3 separate regions of the Macaca mulatta genome follow, and all the other regions are linked to region 1. The links are chromatin contacts, called in public Hi-C maps. All regions are on one chromosome and are shown on one strand. Each heading gives the region's core, a stretch centred on a gene start, on an enhancer-like site or on the middle of the called end of the contact. The rest is flanking DNA. Distances are from core to core; before and after follow the strand shown. Region 1 holds the start of ZNF84 (zinc finger protein 84). Region 2 holds the start of ZNF605 (zinc finger protein 605). Region 3 holds the start of ZNF891 (zinc finger protein 891).

What was found. A called contact is a pair of places that touch in the nucleus more often than the background predicts.
Region 2: a contact with region 1 is called in a Hi-C map of fetal cortex germinal zone, with 1.9 times the contacts expected there. The contact joins the promoter of ZNF605 here to the promoter of ZNF84 in region 1. A contact is called at or near these places in 2 of 14 Hi-C or Micro-C datasets (fetal cortex germinal zone and liver).
Region 3: a contact with region 1 is called in a Hi-C map of fetal cortex germinal zone, with 2.4 times the contacts expected there. The contact joins the promoter of ZNF891 here to the promoter of ZNF84 in region 1. A contact is called at or near these places in 2 of 14 Hi-C or Micro-C datasets (fetal cortex germinal zone and fetal cortical plate).

What each region holds. Positions count from the first base shown.
Region 1 is chr11:140,378,916-140,381,615 of T2T-MMU8v2.0, forward strand. ZNF84 (zinc finger protein 84) reads left to right here and starts at 1,410. Exons shown (of 5, transcript XM_077955926.1): 1 at 1,410-1,542. All of the region lies in intron 1 of ZNF268 (zinc finger protein 268), which reads left to right.
Region 2 is chr11:140,307,885-140,310,584 of T2T-MMU8v2.0, forward strand. It overlaps ZNF605 (zinc finger protein 605), which reads right to left and starts at 1,271. Exons shown (of 5, transcript XM_077955933.1): 1 at 1,208-1,271. All of the region lies in intron 1 of ZNF268 (zinc finger protein 268), which reads left to right.
Region 3 is chr11:140,471,426-140,474,125 of T2T-MMU8v2.0, forward strand. It overlaps ZNF891 (zinc finger protein 891), which reads right to left and starts at 1,433. Exons shown (of 3, transcript XM_077955940.1): 1 at 1,379-1,433. The region is part of intron 1 of ZNF268 (zinc finger protein 268); the gene reads left to right. ZNF10 (zinc finger protein 10) reads left to right here and starts at 1,790. Exons shown (of 5, transcript XM_015109755.3): 1 at 1,790-1,916.

The DNA.
Region 1 (2,700 bases), core at 160-2,659:
GCCTGCAGTGAGCTGAGATCCGGCCACTGCACTCCAGCCTGGGCGGCAGAGCGAGACTCCGTCTCAAAAAAAAAAAAAAAAAAAAAAAAAAATCTGACCAACATCTCATTTCCCACTCTCGCCACCTGACCTCTGGTGACCACACTTCCACTGTTTCTATGAGTTTGCCTTTTTAAGATTCCACGTTCAGGCCGGGCGCGGTGGCTCAAGCCTGTAATCCCAGCACTTTGGGAGGCCGAGGCGGGTGGATCACAAGGTCAGGAGATCGAGACCACAGTGAAACCCCGTCTCTACTAAAAATACAAAAAATTAGCCGGGCGCGGTGGCGGGCGCCTGTAGTCCCAGCTACTCAGGAGGCTGAGGCAGGAGAATGGCGTGAACCCAGGAGGCGGAGCTTGCAGTGAGCTGAGATCCGGCCACTGCACTCCAGCCTGGGCAACAGCGTGAGACTCCGTCTCAAAAAAAAAAAAAAAAAAAGATTCCACGTTCAATTTCCTATGTTTGTAGTTATTTCTCTTTTTTCATCTCTCTCCTCTCCTCCATCTCCCCGGCGCCATCTCTCTTTCATAAGCATCGTGACTTACCTATAATTCTCCCTACCACTCGAGTTATGGATCAGCTTTACTTTTTTTCTGTTAATTCTTAGCTTCTTTCCGTAAATATATTTATGTTTTTGTGGTTTCCTCAACTGAAGTCAAACCAATTGTCTTTTTAAAGTATTGGTGGGCCGGGCGAGGTGGCTCACGCCTGTAATCTTAGCACTTTGGGAGGCCGAGGCGGGCGGATTGCCTGAGCTCAAAAGTTCGAGACCAGCCTGGGCAACACGGTGAAACCCCGTCTCTACTAAAATACAAAAAATTAGCCGGGCGTGGCGGCGGGAGCCTGTAGTCCCAGCTACTCGAGAGGCTGAGGCAGCAGAATTGCTTGAACCCGGGAGGCGGAGGTTGCAGTGGGCCGAGATCGCGCCACTGCACTCCAGCCTGGGCGACAGAGCGAGACTCCGTCTCAAAAAGAACAAAAAAAAAAAAAAAAAGAGTATTGGTGGATTCGGTTTCCCTTCATGTTTCTCAGAAAACCGTGTGAGCCAGTTTGGCGTCACTGCGTCTCCAGGCGACAGGCACTTCCGGATGCGGGGCACCCTGGGAAGTTGAGTTCGCGGTGGCTCCGTCCTTCGCGCATGCGCATATGCACTCGTGGCAAAGCTTGCTGGCGGCCCTTTCTTCCTCTTTGTCCTTCGCTGCCACGTGAGAGGGGAGTGTGCGCGTGTGCGCGCGTGCGAGTGTGCTCGTCTGCAGTCCCCTACTCGTCCCGGCCCGTTCGGAGCCGCGGGAGCGCACAAAGGCCGGCGACTCCGGCGCGTGCGCGGGGCGCGGGACCGGGCGGCATCACGTGATCGCGGGGCCGCGGGCGCGCGTGCTCGAGCGCGACTCGGCGGCGGCGTCTTTTGTGAGTTTAGTGCGTTTAATGCGGGGCCGGCGCTGGGGGCTCCAGGGATGGCGGGGGAGGCGCGCGGGAGTGGCCGCGGAGGGCTTCGGCTTCAAGGTCCTGGACGTCCGCGCGCGGACTCGGGGCTGGGGCGGGGTGGGGCTGGGCCGGCTCGTGAAGATGCCGTGGGCCGCGGAGCCGCGCGGGTTCTGGGCTGTGGGGCGGGCACGGCCTTTCCCGAGGCGCCGCTGCTGGGCGTCCTTTCAGGCGGGCGTGGAGGCGCCGGCGTGGGCCTCGCGTGCGTTCGGCCTCGACAGCGGGCCAGCCCCGTTGCCGAGCCGTGGCCCTGAGGCGCGGCTGCCCTGCTGGACCGCATCCGCCCGCAGCCTGGCTCTGCCGGTGTCGAAAGAGTCTTTTAAAGCACAGGTGTGAGCCACCATGCCTGGCCCTGTATTTTTTAATGGTTACGTTTATTGACTGTTTTACAGTTTTTTAAATTACTTTTGTCTTTTGTATCGTGTGGCGACATCTCCCCTCAAATTATGCATATAATTCACCTGTGGTTTGTTTTTTTTTTTAAGACATTCTTAGGGTTTCCATTATTTTAAAATTTAATCCATCTGGAAGTAGTTGTATGAAATAGCTACCTTTATTTTCTTTCAAATATTCTCGTATTCATTAAATAATTTAGTTTTACTCATGGCTTTGAAGTGCTACATCTATTACATGCTGACTCTGGCATAGACAGTTCTGCTTTTTTCATCTGTGTAACCTCTCTGAAGCCACTGTCAGATGTTATAATTATTATAATTTATATGTATTACAGTAGGCCTGTTCACATTCATTATTTTGTATTTCCAAAAGCGTCCAGGGTATGCCTGTAGCCCCAGCTACTCTGTAGGCGGAGGTGGGAGGATCACTTGAGCCCAGGAGTTCAGGGCTGCAGTGAGCTATGGTTATGCCATTGCGCTTCGGCCTGGACAACACAGTAAGACCCTGTCTCAAAAAAAAAAAAAAGTGTTCAAACTGTTCTTGAACCTTTTTCCTTACACGTAAACTTCAGAATTTTGAGATTCTGAGTGGAGTTGAACGAGTTATATAAATCATTTGAGGTCAAATTACCTTCACAATATGAAGTCTTCCTATCCTAAAATAAAATCGAATTATAAATTTCTTTAATTCTATTTTTATAGTTTTCATTGGTGTTTTTAGTATGCTTCATATGGATCTTGATATTCCTACATATTTTATGACTTTTTTTCAATTATGAGTTGG
Region 2 (2,700 bases), core at 21-2,520, 71 kb before region 1:
CACCGTTATTCAGCTGTCAAATAAAGCATGCAACTGGACACAGCAAAGACGGCTCCGAAAGGTTACTGGAAGTGGGGAAAAAAGACGCGGAAGAGGGTTGGGAAGGGGAAGGGGAAGGGGCTTCTGGGAAGAACCCCGAAGCCACGAGACTCACGTGCGTCTCTGCAAAGCAAAAAGGGATTTTCTTTCATAGAGAGACGGGAACAAGGGTAGCCAAGACCAGGCCTGCCAAGCGAGGTGGAAGTTCGCGCGACCAGAGAGCAAAGCAGAGGAAGCCTGACCCTGAGCCAGCCTGTTCTCTGCCGAGGCTGCGTGTTGGCTCAGGCCGGGGATGGGCCAAAGCTCAAGAAAATGGGGAAAGGAAAGAAGCTTGGCTAAAGTTTGGTTAAGGAACATTTTGCTCCGACCGCTCAGTGGAGTTCAGCCAGTCACTGATGAGGCAAGCGACAGCAACGTGGCGGGTCTGTGTGAACAAGGGGCATCCTGGAGGCTGACCTAAATCATATAGGGAAGGGGGGTCTTTGCAGCGAGTCATCTCCTGGAACCCAAAAGGGTGGGAAATTCCTCAGCCTTCACTGTTTCCAGGAGCACAAGGCTCTGGCGAAATTCAACACTGTCACAGCCGGCAGGCTTCCGTGAATGGAACCCACACAAGCGACCCCTAAACCCTCCCAAGCAGACCCCCGCAGAAGCCTCATCATTCACCCCGCTGGCCTCCAGTGCTCACCACAAGGCATCCAAATCATTGATCAGCAGAGTCCTAATCGCTGCAGACACATCCTCCACACGGCCTCCCAGGGGCCCCTCTCCCCCAGGGCCAAGAGCAGCCTCGCGTCCCCTTGCCCCGCCCGCGCTGCACCCCAAGTCTACAGGGACCTCCATAGGCCGCCAGTGAATCGCCCAGCTGACCCCAAATCTCCCCCGACCCCCACATTCAGCGCCCCGCCGCCGCCCGCCCTACAGCCCCCATCCCGCCCGCTGCCTCCCACCCCCGCGCGCCCCCAGGGCCCCGCCCGAGGCCCGCCGTCCGCGCATGCGCCCAGGCCGCCCCGCAGGCCTTTCTGGCCCCGGCCGGCAGCCAGCTCCGGCGCGCTGGGGTCACCGCTAGCCGGTCCGCAGCGGGGTCACCGCGACCCCCGGCGCAGACACAGAGCCTGCCTCCAGCCCCGCCGCCTAGTCGTCCCGCCCCCGCTGCACACTCCCTTACCCCTCGGACCTCGCAGTGCAGTGGTGGACACGGCCCCACCGCGGAAGTGAACGCGCAGAGAACTACATTTACCAGAGTGCCGCTCGCGCTGGAACCACACTTCCCGAGGGGCTCCGCGGTGCACTCGCCGGGGTCGCCCTAGGACGTTTCCGGTTGGAGAAGCCGCTTGGCGGGTAACTGGGGAGGACTGGAAGAAATCTAGGATGGAGCCAGCAGTGCTGGCCCAACATGTCTGTGAGAGAACCTAAAGGCGCCTCCAGGAGGACGCCTCTGCATCTTTTCCTTGTTTTTTTGTTTGTTTGTTTTTGGAGGCAGGGTTTCGCTCTGTCACCCAGTGGGGAGTGCAGTGGTGCTATCACCACTCATTGCAGCCTCAGGCTGGTTTCCCAACTCCTGGGTTCAAATAATCCTCCTGCCCCAGCCTCCTAAAATGCTGGAATTACAGGCATGAGTCACTGCGTCCGGCTTCTTTTCCATTTTACATCACAGCTGTAAGTAATATAGGTAAATTTTAGTGTTACGCGCGTTGCAGTGAGCCAATATCGTGCCATTGCACTCTAGCCTGGGCGACCGGGCGAGACTCCGTCTCAAAAAAAAAAAAAAAAAAAAAAAAAAAAAAAAAAATTAGCTGGGAGTGGTGCTGGGCGCCTGTAATCCCAGTGACTCAGGAGGCTGAGACAGGAGAATCGCTTGAACCCGGGGGGCGGAGGTTGCAGTGAGCCGAGATCCCGCCGCTGCACCCTAGCCTGGGCAACAGAGCGAGACTCTGTCTCAAAAAAAAAAAAAAAGGTTTTTGCCAGGCCGGGGGCGGTGACTCACGCCTGTAATCCCAGCACTTTGGGAGGCCGAGGCAGGGGTATCACCTGAGGTCAGGAGTTCGAGACCAGCCTGACCAACATGGTGAAATCCCGTTTCTACTAAAAATATAAAAATTAGCCGGGTGTGGTGGCTCATGCCTGTAATCCCAGCTACTCAGGAGGCTGAGGCGCGAGAATTGCTTGAACCCGGGAGGCGGAGGTAGCAGTGAGCTGAGATCACACCACTGCAGTCCACCCTGGGAGACAGTGAGACTCCGTCAAAAAAAACCCATAAAAGCATATTAATTTTTACATAAAAATGGGGAAAAACAGGAAACACACACAATTGGCAATTTAAAAAATTGGAATGGCCATAAAGACCAAATTCAAGTTTTTGTGAAATAATATTTAGCTCAATTCTATATTAGTAAATTTGGAGCCTGTGAGAGATGGGGTTTTGCTCTTGTTGCCCAGGCTGGAGTGCAATGGCGCAATCTCAGCTCACAGCAACCTCCGCCTCCCGCCTCCCGCCTCCCGGGTTCAAGCGATTCTCCTGTCTCAGCCTCCTGAGTCACTGGGATTACAGGCGCCCAGCACCACTCCCAGCTAATTTTTTTTTTTTTTTTTTTGAGACGGAGTCTCGCCCAGTCGCCCAGGCTAGAGTGCAATGGCACGATATTGGCTCACTGCAACCTC
Region 3 (2,700 bases), core at 183-2,682, 93 kb after region 1:
AAAAAAGGTAGGAAAACAGCAACAAAGTAAAAGAAAATTTTAAAATTAAGAGCAAAACTTACTGTAACAGGACCCGCCCCCAAAAAAAGACCAAAACAACAACAACAAAAAAAAACCAAATCTACATTTTTGAAAAGACTAATGTACACTGATACCTTATAGGAGTAATCAAGAAAAAAAGAACACCTAGATAATTAGGTTCAAAAAAGAAAAAAATAACAATTACAGCAGTTATTTTAAAATATTAAAAAGTAGTGATTTTAAAAATCACCACAGAAATTACTTACAGTGATAAAATAGCATGGGCAATTTTATGCCAATAAATTTGAAAAATTACACTAAAAACAATTATCTAGGAAAAGGTATCTAAAACAGAATACAAACTAAAATACCTAATCAATGAGACTTTTAAAAAACTGAGTCAGGACCGGGTGCGGTGGCTCACTCTTGTAATCCCAGCGCTTTGGGAGGCTGGCAGATCACCTGAGATCGGGAGCTCGAGACCAGCCTGACCAACACGGAGAAACCCCCGTCTCCACTAAAAATACAGAATTAGCCACGGCGTGGTGGCTCATGCTTGTAATCGCAGCGACTCCGGAGGCTGAGGCAGGAGATTCACTTGAATCCGGGAGGCGGAGCTTGCGTGAGCCGAGATCGCGCCATTGCACTTTAGCCTGGGCAACAAAGAGCGAAACTCCGTCTCAAAACAAACAAAAATTGAGTCAGAAGTTAAACGCGTACTAAATAAGACCAAAGGTTCTGCATGCAAATTGTACCAAACTTTTGGAGGCGGGGCGGGGGGCGGTGGGGGGTGGTGACCTGTTTTACAGAATAGAAGAGACTGTGCTGTCCAAATTATTATGAAGTTTATAAAATCTTGTTAGTATAACGGGCAAGGAGAGTACACAAAAAGATTAAAATGCAATCTTGTGAGCATAAGTGAAGTCAAAGGGAGACAGCCAATTGAATACACCAGAGTATAATGCAATAGGTGAAAAAAACTATGGCTGTGATTCAACCCATTATTAGATTTGGAGATTCAAGAGGCTGCTGGACAGGGAGGCGTGCACCCTCAGCCCTCCCGTGTTGCTTAGAAAAGGAGGCAAACGCGCGCCCCCGGTCCCCCGGCGCTCCCTGCGTGGCACACACAGCCAGCCCGGGACCCCTCCGCCCCTCGCGCCCCTGGTCCCCGCGCGCCACTCGCACCCGGTAAGGGGCCCCTCCTCCCTCAAGGGCCTCTCCCACCGCCGCCTCCCAGGCAGGCTCCCCGAGGCCCAAACTTCCGTGAGGCGACGCCTGCACGCAGGAGAACTCAGTGGGCGAGGCTGAGCCCACGAGACGCATCCCGGTTGAACAAGCCACCGCCCTGCACGCTCACCCATCCTCGGCGCCCGCCTCCAGGCGCCCGCGGTCCAGCCTAAGGGGGACGTAAGGCCGAACTACGTTTCCCAGGAGCTTGTGCGCCGCCCCGCGGAAGGAGCGTGGTCCGTGCGTCACGAGCGCGCTCTCGGCGGAAGGCCCGTCACGGAAGTGTCCGTCACGGAGTGGCGGCTGGGGCGCCGGCGGGGAAACGCCGATTCTAGGATCCCGGGGCGCGCGGCTGACGGGCTGGGGGCGGGGTGCGGCCTGAACGCCAGGCTGGGGCGCGTGCGTCACGGTGTGTGTGAGGGGTGCGTGTGCGTGCGTGCGCGGCAGGGGCGGGCGCAGGACTAATGGGGCGGGGCGGGGCGCGTGCGCGTGCGTGACGTCAGGCCACGGGGAGGTGGCGCCGTAGTGCCGGGCCGGCCTCAGACACCGCTCTGACGCCGCTGCTCGCGCTGCGCGGGGAATGGAGTCGCGTTCTCTGTTTTGCCGTTGCTGCTGCCTTTGTGACGAGATCGCTTTCTCCCATCGAACCTTCTAGTTGCTTATTGCAGGTATACACGAAAGTGCTGAATTTTGTGTTTGCATCGTAATGAGACGCGTGTTGAACCCTTTAGTAATGTAGCAGTGTATTAGCTTCGTATTTCTAGGTAGACGGTAATTTTGTCAATGAAAAATTCTAACGGTGATAGTCACCCCTTGCCGGAGTCACTCTCCCTCGCGCGGCCCAGGCGTTCACGGCGGACGTTCTTGTTCTGTGGAGAATAACGGCTGCGCCTGGAGATTGACGCAGAGTGGGCGGCGGTGGTAGTAAGTTTGAGCCAGGTATTTTGAGTAATACAAAATAAGGTTTCTTCTAGTCTAACTTCCATTTTTCCCCCAGCTGGGATAGATGTTTAAAATTTTACCAATGGCCTTTCTAGCATTTATTGAAATAGTGACGCCAATTTGTGTGTGGTCTTTTGAAAACAAATCCTGCGTCTCTAGCTCCTAGCTTCCTCATCTTCAATTTTGTTTTTTAATCAAATAGGTTAACTAGAGGTGTGTTTGTTTAATCTACTTTTTTTGTTTTCAGAGACAGATGATAAGTTTACTATATTTTTATTTTCCCTTGACGCTAGATTTGTTAATTAAAATTGTATATAGGCCATCTAACACATAATATGAGTGTCAAAGATAAGGTTAACATCAAGATTTGGTACGTAGATCCCACCCAAAGTGTATGCAGAAGTTGAACAATTTCAATTCTAGCTATACATTAATTGCAGAAAGAGACTTAATTAAAAAAAAAAAAAGTAAAAGGGAAGGCAGGATGTCACCCAGAATGCCAGCCAACAA